Regions from separate parts of the Mus musculus genome. Here region 1 is linked to region 2. A link is a contact called in public Hi-C data. All regions are on one chromosome and are shown on one strand. The core of a region is the stretch at or near the end of the contact, and the rest is flanking DNA. Distances in the headings are between cores, read along the strand shown. Region 1 overlaps Dync2li1 (dynein cytoplasmic 2 light intermediate chain 1). Region 2 overlaps Plekhh2 (pleckstrin homology domain containing, family H (with MyTH4 domain) member 2).

Region 1 (7,424 bases), core at 4,125-6,624, 76 kb after region 2:
ACAGACTCCATTGGACAGAACTAAGTTTCCATTTGTAAGGTTTTCATAGCTTCTGGGACCCCATCTGGTGCAGACCCGTGCAGGTCCTGTGCATGCTGCCTCAGTCTCTGAGCTCATGTGTGCACAGGACCTGTTGATTTAGAGGACCTTGTTTCCTAGGTGTCTTCCAGCCCCTCTGGCTCTTACAGTCTTTCTGCCTCCTCTCCAGCAGGGTTCCCTGAGCCCTGAGAGAGGAAGCATTCAATAGAGACAGTGGGGTTAAAGCTGAGTGGTCCCAGGACTCTGGTTCTCAGCATGTGTGGCTGTGGATCTCTGTTCCTGTCTCTGATGTGGCTGAGCACTACTGATCTGTGAGGGCAGCGGAGTGTTCTTAGTAGTCACTAAATTGCTGTATTCTTTTAGTGGAACACAAGTGTTTAGTTTTATCCAAGGTCCCTAAGCTAGCTAGTGTCAGGTTCTTGGTTATGCAAGCATTGTTGGGTGTGGTTCCCTCTTCTGGAGTGGCCCTTAAATGAAGTCAGATCTCGGTTGTTTCCTCTCACAAGCCTTGTGCACCATTTGCACCAGCACATCTTGTAGGCGGGACACTGTTGTACACAGAAGGGTTTGTAGCTGAGTTGGTGTGTACGTTTCTCCTTCAGTAGTGCGCAGAGTACCTTGTTGTTCCAAAGACGCTAGCCCACAGGGGTGAAGGCTCTGTGTAGTCACCAGCTTGATTTCTCTGTGCTCAGTGTGTTGTGTAGATGTTGCCTTTAGCAGTGGGGCCTTGTTGCCAGTTTGTGGAGAGCAGCCTTGACAACAGCCTAGGTTGTTTGGGGATTGGAATGGAGCCCCTTTGGCCAACAATTTAATTAGGTGTAACCTGTTCCCAGTACTGGAAGCTTCATTTGGTGACAAGATGCTCAGTTAGGCTGTGTATATACATGGAGGCCCTTCAGTTAGGCTGTATATATACATGGAGGCCCTTCAGTTAGGCTGTGTATATACATGGAGGCCATTTAGTTAGGCTGCGTATATATATGGAGGCCCTTCAGTTAGGCTGTATATATACATGGAGGCCCTTCAGTTAGGCTGTGTATATACGTGGAGGTCCTTCAGTTAGGCTGCATATATACATGGAGGCCCTTCAGTTAGGCTGTGTATATATATGGAGGCCCTTCAGTTAGGCTGTGTATATACGTGGAGGCCCTTCAGTTAGGCTGTGTATATACACGTGGAGACCCTGCGATTCTGCTTATAAATACCTTTTCCCTGGGACATTAGTTGTTGAGGGGGTGTTGTTTGTTTGGTTTGGTTTGGTTTTCTTTTATTTTGTTTTGGCTGGTTGGTTGGTTTGTTAAGAAAAACTTACAGCTACATAGTTTTACATTTGACGTTGTTGTTGTTGTTGTTGTTATTGTTGTTGTTGTTCCTTACTTTCTTTCTTCCCTTCCGCTGCTTCTTCCTCTTCCTCTTTCTTCTTCCTCTTCCTTTTCCTTCCTCCCACTTTTTTTTCTCAAACAGGATTTCTCTGTTTGAGGTAGTCTTAGCTACCCTGGAACTCTGTAGACCAGACTGGCCTTGAACTCAGAGATTTCCTCTGCCTTCGGAGTGCTGCAATCAAAGGTGTGCACGGCCACTGCCGGGCTCTTGAATGGACTTAAGCAAAGCTTCCTAGGAGGTAGCACTTTGTAGTTGACCATTGAGAAGAGGCAGTAAGAGTGGAGATGGGGAGGGTGGGGAGGAGCTAAGAGCCCGCTGCCACCTTGTGTTGCCAAGAGGCAGGAAGGCTGCAAGCAGAAGCCCACTTCTGCCTGTACTAGGACAGACTTGTATACGACTAGGACAGACTTGTGTACGACTAGGCCAGACAGACTCGTGGAAATTCGGGTTTCTACAGGAGGTGAAAACTTTCCATGTTTCTTTAATACCTCACTGTGTGGGGTCTGACATGTCCTTAGGCTCCAGGACAGCTGGAGCCAGCTTTGGGAGAGAGGAAGGACCCGGTTGTAATGAATTAGGCCCAGGTCTGGGTCCAAAGTTGGGTGCGGTTAGTGAGGATCTTCCTTCCTGTAGTTGAACCACAGAGAGTTTTTAAACTGGAATTAGTTTAACACATAATTTTCTTGTTTAGGGCAAACCCCAGCACATTGAGAAACTGACATATTGTCACATGCAATTAGATATTGTTTACCCTTGACATAATGTTCATAGAGCAGACTTTGGTTTGTAAGGGTCCACAGTTCGCTGAAGAATGGCTCCCCGGACTCAAATCGTATGTAAATGCAACGAGTGTTTTATTCTGCACAAGTCCCACATGCTGGGCTCTCCCATTCATTGCCAAGATAGAAAGACACCCAAGTGAGCTCACAGTCCGATTTAAAGCACATTAGGGAATTCCAGGGTAGGTGACCTCCATGCTAATCTGCTGGGACCATCTCTACAGACATTCCATTACTGGGGTGTGGGGGCTGGAAACTTGCTGGGGAGGTCTGGAAACTGTTACTGAGGAAGTAGCTGAGGAAGTCTGGACACTGCCGCTGACCCATTGTCCTTGCCTCAGGCCAGGTGGCAGGGGCGGCTTCTGAGGCCTGGACTGCATGGACTTGCCCAGTTCTTGGAAACAGAAATTTAGGCCTCGTCTCCGTAACTGCCCACTTGAAGCCTGGCATGGAGTCGGCCTAGCCCTCTCAGATTAACTTGCAAAAGAACATTTCCTGTGGACCAGTCTCACTTTAAGAATTTTTAAGCTGTTTACTTAGCTAACATTTTCCATAAAGAAGGGACAGAGAGACACAGTGCTAGAAACAAAATGTTAGGTAATCTGTCCCTGTCCTGCCTGCTTTCAGGGTTAAAAGTGATTTTTATGTTGTACTATTTGACCATAGTAAAAAGGTTATGACCGTCTTATAAAACAGAACCAAACTATGATACGCTAAAGCTCTAAGAGTAAAATTAGTTTCTTTACTAGTACATATTTAGTATATGAGTCTTTAGAGAAGCAGACTGTTTATAAACTTAATTAGGTGACATAGAAAGACAGTAATTTTACAGATATGTTTGCTATTAGTATCTAAAGTATCCTTACTAAATTGAGACCATGGGCACAGAATTTAGATATTGTTTTGTATGCATTACCCAAAATAGCTGGTTTGACTGACCCCACAAAAAACCTGAATAGCATCATTTTTATCTCCTAGCAGAATATTTGCCTGTTGAGTAAGAATGTTGGCTCTGAGTCGGGCGTGATGGTGCACAGATGGGACGCCAGCACTTGGGAGGCAGAGGCAGGCGCATCTCTGTCAATCCCAGGGCTGCCTGGTCTACAGAGTGAGCTCCAGAACTGCTGGGCCTACACAGAGAAACAGAGAAACTTTGTCTCAAAAAAAAATTGTTGGCCATGATTAAATGTCTACATACTTATTCTGACCATTTTCTAAAGCATTCGTGTGTGTGTGTGTGTGTGTGTTTGTGTGTGTGTGTGTGTGTGTGTGTGTTTCAGTTGGCTAAAATATACACAACATAACATCTCCCACTGATGTACGTCTTGGTGAGGTCTTCTGCGGCTTTGAGCACATGTCCACGGTTGTACAGCCAGCACATGTCCACGGTTGTACAGCCAGCACTACCACATTCATTCCTAGGACTTCGTGGTCTTCCTGCAGGAAAGTTCCTGTGGGCTCTTAGCAGTTTGACTCCATGGTGTCTTATATAATGAGGTCATGGAGTATTTGCCTTTTTGTAGTTTATTTAACTTAGTATAATGTCCTCAAGGTCATAGTATAGCATGTGTTGAACTTCCCTCCTTTGTAATAGTGCGCAATGCTTCACCATCTGTATATCCTACGGTCTGTTCACCCATCAATCCGTCCATGGACTTTTGGGCTGTTCTGCCCTTTGGCTATCGTGGATGCCGCTGCCATGAACACTGATATCCACATCCTGTTTCAGTCGTAGCTTCCCCCTGGGCATAGTGGCTCGTGCCTATAATCCCAGCAGTCTGGGACCTAGGCAAGCAGATGGTTCAAGGCCAACCTTGGCTACATAGTAAGTTCCAGAACAGCCAGGGCTACAAGGTCTCAAAACACAAATAACAAATATTCTTCAGAATTTGGGCATAGACCTGGAAATGGAATGTTGAACCACGTGGTGTTTCTGTTGTGTTGTTTCAGGAACGCCACACTGTTTTCCAAAGCTGCTACACTGTTTTATACCCTTGATGCACAGTTAAATTTTCTGTATTCTCAGCAGCACTTACTTCCTATGTCTTTTCTTAGATAACAGCTACCCTAACGGCTGTGAGCACACTCTCATTTTGACAACTTTCTAATAATTGAAATTGTTGAGCATTTTAAAAAATTTTATGTGTAGTGTTGTTTTGCCTGCATGTTATGTGTATCTGTGTACCACATGCATGCAGTACCTACAGGGGCCAGCAGAGGGCGTCAGAACCCCCTGGAACTAGAGTCATAGACGCTTGTAAACCAGGGATTGAACCTTCTGAGCCATCTCTTCAGTCCTCAAGCATCTTTTCATGTGCTTCTTGGCCAACAGCTATCTCTTTGGAGTTATTGGAATCTATTTTTAAATGGGTTGTTTTGTTGTAGAGTTTAGATTTAGATTTATGTTTAATGTGTAGGAGTGGAGCCCACTGTCTGTGGTGATGGCAGTGTCCTCTGCTAATCAGAGCCGTGTTTTCAGAGAGAGAGAGAAGTATAGCTGGAAAACAGACGACTTTGATTTAAAAGCACTTTTCCAGCTTACTAGTTATATAAATAAGCGCTTCTAATTTCAGATCCATAAAACAGGCATCAGCACATCTAGGGAAACTGCCTAGAAAAAGCTTAAGCAAGCCCGCTGGCTTCCCAGTAAGGCTTGTCAGTGTGTCCATTCCCTTCCGTATACATTGCATTGCTGCTGACCTTGGCACTGAGATTTTTGCTCCTTTTCTGTGGAGCACCAGGTAAAGTCAGGTCTAAATGTGGCATCATCGGACCATTCGCGTTCAGCTTCTCTGTCTGAACTGCATCGTTCTTAGCTGTCATACTGAGTACCAGTAGGAAGGACCAGAGTACACAAGGCTCTAAGTGAGCTCTCACTCCGTCTTGGAATAATGGCATGCTGGGTTTTGTAACTATATTAGATAAATTTCAGGACATTTCACATCTCAAAACAGTTACCACGAGGAATCTCTTTGTTTACAGCTGTTTTATCTCTTTAGGACATTTTCTATTGTTCTTGTTTTGGATCTTTCCAAACCTAATGATCTTTGGTCAACCATGGAAAATCTGTTGCAAGCCACAAAAAGCCATGTAGACAAGGTGATAATGAAGCTGGGCAAGACAAGCTCCAAGGCTTCGGCCGAGATGCGGCAACGAATGTGGAGCGTGGTGCAGAAGGACCATCCGGTGAGCTTCCCGGTTTGTTCTGGCCTCAGTGCCACACCGAGTAGAGACAGTACCTCAATGCAGCTTCTTTCATTTTCTGCATGACTTAAAATGTGTTTGATGTAAATGAACTGGTTTACTGGAAAATTACAGCAATTTCATAAACCTCAGAAAGAGCCAGAGAAGGGGAAGACGCTGACGTCTCCTCGTCAGACATCTGCCGTGTTCACTGCGATGAACCTTACCATAACTCAAGAGAAAGGGAGTTTTAGAGCAGAGTTCTGACACTGATTGTATAATCTTTGTAAAATGAAGATGAAAATCCGGGTTGAACTGGGAGAGGCTGGCTGAAGCTACGGACTGAAGCAGGAGCTGAGAGTCAGCTGCCTCCCCAGCAACAGGCGTCTGCATTCATTCAGTGGCTGTCATGTGACACCCCCCCCCCCCCCCCCCCGCCGCCATCCCCAAACTATCAAGTCCTAGAGTTGCTGTGGTGGCAGCACAAGGTTTTAGATACAGTTGGAATGTCATCATCTAGAAAACTAAGAGAAGCATTTCCTAGTGTCCATAGTTTGTGCGCCTGTGTCTTACAAAGTATCAGGACCAAATTCAGCCAAGCAGCACGCACTTTACATAAATGAGAAGCCCCTTAAAGATGATGTCCTTGTAGGGAAGCCCAGCAGTAGCCGGGTGGAGCACTCAGGAGGCAGAGGCAGGCATGTCAGAGTTCGAGGCCAGCCTGGTCTACAAAACAAGTTCCAGGACAGCTAGGGCTACACAGAGAGAGTCTGTCTTGGAAAACAAAACAAACAAACAAACAAACAAACAAACAAACCAGAGTAGCAGACCACAAAAGTGAATGGGCGCCATGGTGTTATGACAATTGCCATTTCTGGCTTCACACTTAAAATATAGCACAAAGTGAAAGTTAATATCATAGCAAACTCTATTTCAGAAAATATGGTCAACATCAATGACGAGAGTAAAAGGTGTTTTCTGAAGTAAACAGAAATTCCTGAGGACATAGCAATACACAACTATAATCAAGTATATCTGTTTATTAACAGGACCGGGAATTAATTGACCCATTTCCAATACCTCTGGTCATTATTGGAAGTAAATATGATATTTTCCAGGTAGGTGCTTCTATGTCTAGCTGTTCATGGGGCATGTGTAGCTATGCTTTTATGGGAAAATGATGAAATAAGAACAGTACCTCTGGAAGGGACCAGCTCAGAGACATCCATGTAAAAGATGTTAGAAAGGACGGTATGATGAGGACATCCCAAGGAGTTCAGGAAAATGAGCCCATTGGTTAGAACGGGGCGAGGCAGAAAACTTAAAAACAAATCTTAGCACTGAGGGATAAGATTTACTCCCCAACTGTAAACTGAAGAAAGTAGGAAATTAGTTTCTTCTTATCTTGGCTTGTCAGGGAGTCCTTAGGGTATTGCGCAGGATGAAATGTGTGCTTATATCTGGACTCTCTGAAGCCAAGCGTTTAAACAGATCTGATAGCAGTAGGAGACGGCGGCTTGTTCAGTCTCTCCAGATGTGAACGTGGAGGTGACCGAGCCGGACTCCTCAGGGTGGGGATTTAAAAACAAATAATGTGTTTCTCCCCAAGTGAGCTGTTGAGTCCTCTGGCTTATTTTTTCCTTGTAATGATTTTCTTCCACAGGATTTTGATCCTGAGAAGAGAAAGGTGATATGTAAGACCCTGCGCTTTGTGGCACATTACTACGGAGCCTCGCTGATGGTCAGTGCCTCCCTGCCCTCTGGGTGTGTGGAGAAAGGAGCGGGCTGCCCAGATGGGAATAATAGAGACCTGAGCTCGCCCTGCCCCTTTCCTTCTCACTTCCAAAGCTCTGCTTAGACAGGGCCCCTGCAGAGCCCTCTGCCCATGGCCTCCCCACCTTCCACGGCTTGTGTCTGTAAGCCCAGGCAAGCTTCAGAGATATGTTGGTGTGTTCACACATTTTTATTTTTGTCTTCAAGAATTAGAATCTATATTCCTTCAATGGAAGGGCCCGGGAGGAGGGGGGCAAGGGCGGGATT
Region 2 (7,310 bases), core at 1,190-3,689:
GCAGCAGAAACCTTGAAATGTAACCAATCCCTGCAGCAGAACCCTTGACAGTGTAACCAATCCCTGCAGCAGAAACCTTGAAATGTAACCAATCTCTGCAGCAGAAACCTTGAAATGTAACCAATCCCTGCAGCAGAACCCTTGACAGTGTAACCAATCCCTGCAGCAGAAACCTTGAAATGTAACCAATCCCTGCAGCAGAAACCTTGAAATGTAACCAATCCCTGCAGCAGAACCCTTGAAAATGTAACCAATCCCTGCAGCAGAAACCTTGACAGTGTAACCAATCCCTGCAGCAGAACTTGAGAGCATGTGTGTTTGGCCTCTTGTCCCTTAATTGCGAGGTTCAAATTTATATTTTCAGGGTTTCTTTTCTATTCAATCTGGAGTTTTAAGTCATTATTTATGGAGCTATTGGTATGTTCCATTTCTCCTGGTGCTAACAAATGGATTCTGTATCTAAAGGCATTTAAAGAGGCTGCTCTTGTTAAAGCACATGGAATTATAGTTAAACAGAGAGTAGAGGAAAGCTTTTTCTGTGCTTTTACACATTTTATGTATTGAAGCGTGGATACAAAGTTGGTTTCTGAAATTGTGGTTTTGTGTTCATGTTTAGGATTACATTATGATGGTTTTGAAGGTTAATGGGAAAAGGGCTGTCATTTTCTTTACTTCTAAAAATGGAAGTAATGGTGTTCTTTTTTTTTTTTTTGACAGCTTCTTTCTTTGATGGTCAAATTGATCCTTCTTCACACTCCACTCCTTCTCTCTTTAGATTGTTGCCAACTTCCGTTCTCCAACATACTTATTTGTAAAAAGCAATTTACTTTTGATACAATTAAATTGAAGTATAAGGATTATATGTTTTCATAAACCCTGCAGTTTTCAAAGGTGCTTAAGAAGGCAGAAAACTAACAACAGTAGGAGCTGACCATATTCGCATGAAGTTGCCAGCCTCTACAGTGTAGTTAAGTCAGGCAGTGCCAATGCACACATGCAGTCTAGTTATGTCAGCTTTAAAGGCAACCTGCCAATGTGCTGTGTCTTCTTCTAGAGATGGAAATTGCAGAGAAGCCTGCTGACAACCAAGTCCAAGAGAACAGCAGAAGCCAGAGAAAGTTGCACGAGACCTCTTGCAGCTCGGAACAGAACCAGAAAACGAGAGCAAGCTTTGCAATGGATGGTGGTACGTCCCAGAATTCTGGGGTTCCAGTGAGTGACTGGAGTTCAGACGAGGATGATGGAAGCAAGGGCAGATCTAAGTCCAGGTGCACGTCCACCCTTTCCAGCCACACATCTGAGGAGGGTGGCCAGTGCGGCAGGCTGGGCAGCGAAGCCTACCTCACAGCATCTGATGACAGTAGTTCTATATTCGAAGAAGAGACTTTTGATGGGAATAGACCTGAGCAAAAGAAGCTGTGTTCTTGGCAGCAGAAGGCACCATGGAAAGCTCAGGGTAACCTTGCAAAAGGGAGGTCTCAGTCAGGAGTAAAGGAGCAAGATAGTTCCTCAGATGAACTGAATAAGAAATTTCACTCGCAGAGACTGGATTATACATCCTCATCCAGCGAGGCCAACACCCCAAGCCCTATTTTAACCCCAGCTTTAACTCCCAGGTACCCTAACTCACTCCCTGGAAAAGGAGGAGCCCCGTTAGTGCCTCCTCCATTCCAGCCACCCCCAAAGCTCAGGGTCCCCAACGTTTTCAGTATAAGTGTGGCACTCACCAAGAGACACCTGAGCCAGCCACAGCTATGCTCCGATCGGATGTTTGGCACGAACCGGAACGCCATAAGCATGATCCGGCCGCTGAGGCCCCAGGAAACGGACCTTGATGTGGTTGATGGGGACGGGGCCGAGGCTGTGAACAGAATGGACACTGGTTGCGATGACGGCTTATTTTCCTATGACTCCCAGGATCCTCCTCCGTGTGCAGATGACCAGGAAAACAGCGAGGCCCCAAAGAAGGCCCCATGCAACAAACCCCCTACTCCTCCTCTGCACCGCTTCCCCTCTTGGGTAATTACATCCGTGTGCAGCACGCGCTCAGGGGCCTGTTCTCAGCACAGACTCAGGTTTCACACTACCCGCACCCCCACCCACCCACCCACACACCCTCACCCCGTTTCTTTTCAAATTCAGCATTGTTCTGACAACTCTCAGTTTTCAGAATTCAGTTTCCCCTTCTCTTCCCCAACCGTGTTCTGAGCAATTGAGAAACAAGACAGATGGGAATTCAAAATACGACTTTAATTACGGATGAGAGCCTTGGGGCGGGGGCAGATGAGCTTTTCAATGTTAGACTTTGGAATTAGATTTGTTCACTCAGGCCCAAGCTGGAGTTAGGGGAAGCGAGGCCAGGGGCCCCTCTAACTCATCCATTGTGAAGACGCTTGTTTCCTGTTGGAGCCGCCCCTCTGTTGCTCCGAGAGAGGACCGGTGCTGGGCTGTGCGGCCCCACCACACAGTGGTGATGTGGGTGGATGTGGAGAGCGAGCAGGGGTGTTCGGTGCCTGGAGGCCCTGACCAGGACACGTGATAGGGTGGGGGGGGGGGGTTTCCTCAACTGAGTGCTCCGGAGGCAGCACTGAAGTCTTCCCGCTCAGGCTCTGAGCTTTGCTTTTCGCTTGATTAACAGAGGTTTTGCGTTACTCCTTGTTAATTTACAAAGCCCTTACTTCAGCTAGATTAGCTTCTTTCTAACCTAGAAGAGACTGGCTTCTCTTTGGAAACTTTGTGGCTACAAAAGCAACTTGTCAATGATTAGGTATTTCTTAGACATATCTACATTGCCTGATTTAAAAAGAACAAAAAACAAAAATCTCTCTTTAAGCTTTCGCACTTATGTATTAATGGGAGGAGCAAGCCTGCTGCAGGTTAAGTGTGGAGATCAGAGCTCAGCCTGCAGGAGTTGTCACTCTCTTCCACCATGGAGGTTCCGAGCTCAAACTTAGTTTGTCACTCTAACCTACCAGCCATCTCACCAGCCCGAATAGTCTACTTTTAAAATTAAGTGAATTGGTCTGCTTTGTAGACTTATGTTTTCCCTCCCATATTGGGACAGTTTAACCTCTCACTTCAAAAGAAACTTCTGAGATAGCCAGGCGGTGGTGGCACACGCCTTTAATCCCAGCACTTGGGAGGCAGAGACAGGCGGATTTCTGAGTTCAAGGCCAGCCTGGTCTACAAAGTCAGCTAGCGCTACACAGAGAAACCCTGTCTCGAAAACAAAAAACCAAACCAAACAAAACAAAACAAAAAAGAAACATCTGGGATGCCAGGTATTTTGGGTTTTGTAGTCATGTTTTTTTTTAATTGTTATTATGGTTATTTTATTTAGTAGCTGCTATAACTGTAAACAAATTACAATGGCCATGGCTTCCCTAACAGAAATTCAGACTTAAAGATGTATCTGCTTTTTATTTACTCTCAAGAGAACATTTTTTCCTTTCAGTAGCCACATGAAACAGCCTCTTGTTTATTGCTAAATTCTGCACTGCACAAAAAAGTAGAAGCAAATGGTGTGTGGCTCTGTAAAATTCTAGCTATGTTACCCTTGGGCAGTAAGACGCCGAGATTTGGTTTTTTTTTTGTTGTTGTTGTGTTGAAGATCTTCAAGATTCATGTCAAGCTTTCAAGTTCATTTTATTTTGCAGTTTTACCTTTTCCTTCTTTTCCTCTTTTCAAGCTATTTGGTCCTGGAAAAGTCAAATGCTTCTCAGACTTCTAATGTACTGACCCGGAGCAAAGGTTCCTATTTTCAGGTTTTCGGGAGATGTTCTAGCTACCTCAGTCAGTAAGATGCTAATTTAAAGCAAGCATCCCCTGTTTGAATTAGAGCATTATTCAGAATGGAATAGTCACTCTGGTGAGGCAAGCTCTGAGCCAACACTAACTACCTCTGACGGCCTGTTTGCTAAGGGACCTGGCTTGTCTTCTCATCTATGGTGACTCTCTTTCCGATTTCCTTCCTGCTTCCATGTCTGTCTCGTGCTCACACGGACCCCAGTGGACTCGAAGCTCCCGCTCATATTGCTTTAGTGTTGACCTCTGCAGTTCATCTCTGTGTGTAAATCCCTCCAAAGAAAGCACACCCGTTCTGTTTGGCACTAGTGCATCGAACAGGCCCCCATCATCAGTGTCATCAATGAACTTGTACCAGTCACTGTTGCCACTGGCCAGCCCAGTAGAAGAGGGTGACATCTGTTGCCTTCCGTGTTCTAGTCCAGGCAAGACCGTGTTCAAGTTTAGATCTTTCATAAAAGGCGTGGCACAGTGATTAACGCACTGGGAACCACTAGGAACCTTCTTGTTAGCTGGCGATGCTAACCTTGCAGTACCTGTTATCAGAGATCTTTCTTGAAAAGAGGAGGAAACACAATAAGCTACTTTTGGAACAAGATAATCATTCCAGTGTGATTCTCAAATCCATTTATTATTAGACCCAAAGTCTTTTATTTTATTGAAATGTACATTGAATAAGAAGGCAGTAACATCGAATGCTCTGCTGTGATTCCGCATATACATAGTCCCCCTTTCTATCCTAGCCATGGTAACAGATATTAAAGGTGATATCTGTGTGTAATTAGTGACTGTAAGCAGTTGGCTTCATTGCTACAGGTATCCAGGGTTTCCCCCTTTAACCACATATAGAATGTTACAGTGTTAAAGAAGGGGGTTTACCTAAAATCAGTGCTTGGCAGTAAGCTCTCTTATGCTTGTTCTTAAGTCACCCAAAGTCAAGATACCAGGCCAAAGTTTGGGAACAAAAACAGATAATAGAATGGCTGCTGAATGAGCTGTTCACACCGGCGCATTTTTATCAGCACCGCTGAGTTCTGTGCTAACTAGGATTTTGTATTTGAGTGGATGTTATCTGAAGAACAAAGGAAGAGTATTGTGTTCACTGTAATCATTTCGTGGCTGTAAGTGCCTGGTGCAATCTCTCTTTTATATTAGGAGAGCAGGATATATGCTGTAGCCAAATCAGGCATCCGGGTGTCTGAGGCCTTCAATATGGAGCATGCTAATAAAAGTAAGTGCTGTCTTTGCATGTTGTGATGCGGGTGAGCCTTGAGGACGGGTACGCCTCAGAGAAAATGGGATGCGGCCACAGAGAGGCAGGAGCGCAGAATTCTGTTACAGAATTCATCAAAGCAACCAATCACAGAAACAACATAGGAGGATGCTCACAGGGAGTTAGGAAATCAGGGAAGGGGAAATGCGCTTTAGTGGGTATAAAATTTCAGAAGTTGTAGAGGTCTCTTTTACAACAGGGCGAATAAACTCTACCTTATTAAATGTAAAATGCTTACGACAGTAAGTTTTACTATTTATGGCTTTAAAATACTGTAATAAGAGGTTTTTTTTTTTAACTACATGATTTTGTATTGCTGTTTCACTAGGCAAGAGCTTCCTAAATGTCTAATGTTACTAGAAAAATGGAAATATGTAAGTGTTCAGGATTTGTGTTAAAACTGATATTTATTTTTTAGGATAAAGGCATGAATATATTCAGACCTGATGTAGAATGTACTTTTCTGTTTTTTAAACCCCCGTCCCCGTCCCCTCCCACACAAGGCAAAGTAGAAAGACAAGGGCATTTTATCTGTTTTAAGCTACAAAAATTATTTTAAAATACTGGCTTCTATATTATTTTCCCCTTTCCTTCAAAAATTATTATAGAAATAATCGTTCTCACTATAAAAAATATAAGGTCAACGCTTGGTAGGTTGAAGCAAGAGGATCTAGAGTTAAGGGCTAGCCTCAGCAACGTAGTAGGATCAAGGCTAGCCTGGGTTACGTGAGACCCTGTCTCAAAATCATAAAACAAAATAACTCACACAGAAGTGTCTATCTGTAGCTGGATATGCTGCCTCTAATGCCAGCAATCAGGAGTCTAGGCAGGAGGAACACTGCTAGCTCGATGCCAGCCTAGGCTCCACAGAAAGACCCCGTCACACATTGACAAAAAAGTGTAGCCACGGTTCTAGAAATGGCGTAAAGCAGAATGATATTAATCAACACTACCGATTAATCTGATTTCTTTTCAGTATATATATTCGTAAGCAATAGACCAGTGTGCTAGTTGGAAGGAATTTCCTTAATGTCCTTTTCTGTTTCAGATTCTGCAGACATACTTTCCTACTCTGCAGCAAGCCTTTATACGTCTCTCATATACAAGAACATGACGACCCCAGTCTATACAACGTTGAAGGGGGTAATGAGCGCATTTCTCGTTGTTAGACCTATGGTTTTCTCTAGGATAGTCAGGGACTCCACTCTTGGCATTCTTACATCCATCCCCCTCTTTGTAGAGCTTTAATGATCACATCAATATATCATTAAAAGGAAGAAGAAACAAGAAGGCCCGGAGAAGGTGATTATGGCATGGTTCTCTTTAGCCCCACCCTGGGACGTTAGCTTATTATTAATGATGCAATGGAAACTCCTAATTTAGAAAGGTCTTTGCGTTCCTGCCAAGGTCCCCTTCTTTGCTAGAAGAACCTAATTAAAACAAGGACTGTCAGATATTGACAGTCTTATGTTTTCAAGAATCTTTTATAATTGACAAATTCCTAGCTAATTAAAATCTAAGGTTTTGAAGACAGATTTTCATGATGTCAAAATACGATATTTTCTTTCTTTTAAAATACGTACCAGTAGCCACGTTCTGTAAAGCATTGCCTGTGTAAAGAGGACAGTGACTTTAGAGGTGGACACAGGGGGGCTGTTTTGTTTTTTTCTCTAGAAGGCGACACAAATAAGTAGCAGCCCTTTCCTGGATGACTCCTCGGGCTCAGACGAAGAGGACAGTTCTAGGTCCAGCTCCCGGCTGTCGGAGTCAGATGCGCGCAGTCGCAGTGGGCCAAGCAGTCCCAGAGCCATGAAGCGAGGTGAGGGAAATGCGCATGTGCAGGAAGCAGTGTCCGCGCACACTGTGAAGTTTGGTTCAGGACTTAGCTCAGTAGGGTTTCAAGGAATACAAACCGTAAAGTCGGGCGTGGTGGCGCACGCCTTTAATCCCACCACTCCGGAAGAAAAGACAGGCAGATCTTTGAGTTAGAGGCCAGCCTGGTCTACAGAGTGAGTTCCAGGATAGCCAGGGCTACACAGAGAAACCCTGTCTCGAAAAACAAAAGAAAAGAAAAAAAAAAGAATACAAACCGTAATGGACATGAGCCTAGGACTGAGACAATTATATTCTAGTGGTAATTTTCCACTCGGTTCTCTGTGATTTCACACAAACCACTCTTTCATAAGATTAAAATCTTATTGCTGATGTTGTTATTAGAAGTAGTATATTATAT

Evidence for each region. A called contact is a pair of places that touch in the nucleus more often than the background predicts.
Region 1: a Hi-C map of cranial neural crest shows a contact between it and region 2, with 5 times the contacts expected there. The contact joins two enhancer-like sites. A contact is called at or near these places in 3 of 484 Hi-C or Micro-C datasets (cranial neural crest, hematopoietic stem and progenitor cells and nephron progenitors), 1 of 115 datasets of contacts at active chromatin or transcription factors (embryonic stem cells) and 1 of 9 other capture datasets (pancreatic islet).

The regions. Positions count from the first base shown.
Region 1 is chr17:84,637,672-84,645,095 of GRCm38.p6, forward strand. It overlaps Dync2li1 (dynein cytoplasmic 2 light intermediate chain 1), which reads left to right. Exons shown (of 13, transcript NM_172256.2): 6 at 5,201-5,387; 7 at 6,434-6,502; 8 at 7,048-7,125. Among named protein-coding and RNA genes, the nearest start is that of Dync2li1, 15 kb to the left of the region's middle. Within about 2 kb of position 5,375, at least 24 of the 459 cell types and tissues checked have an H3K27ac peak or open chromatin away from gene starts, as enhancers often do.
Region 2 is chr17:84,564,917-84,572,226 of GRCm38.p6, forward strand. Plekhh2 (pleckstrin homology domain containing, family H (with MyTH4 domain) member 2) reads left to right here. Exons shown (of 30, transcript NM_177606.4): 8 at 1,055-2,019; 9 at 4,960-5,035; 10 at 6,126-6,220; 11 at 6,752-6,896. Among named protein-coding and RNA genes, the nearest start is that of 4930500A05Rik, 16 kb to the left of the region's middle. Within about 2 kb of position 2,440, at least 37 of the 459 cell types and tissues checked have an H3K27ac peak or open chromatin away from gene starts, as enhancers often do.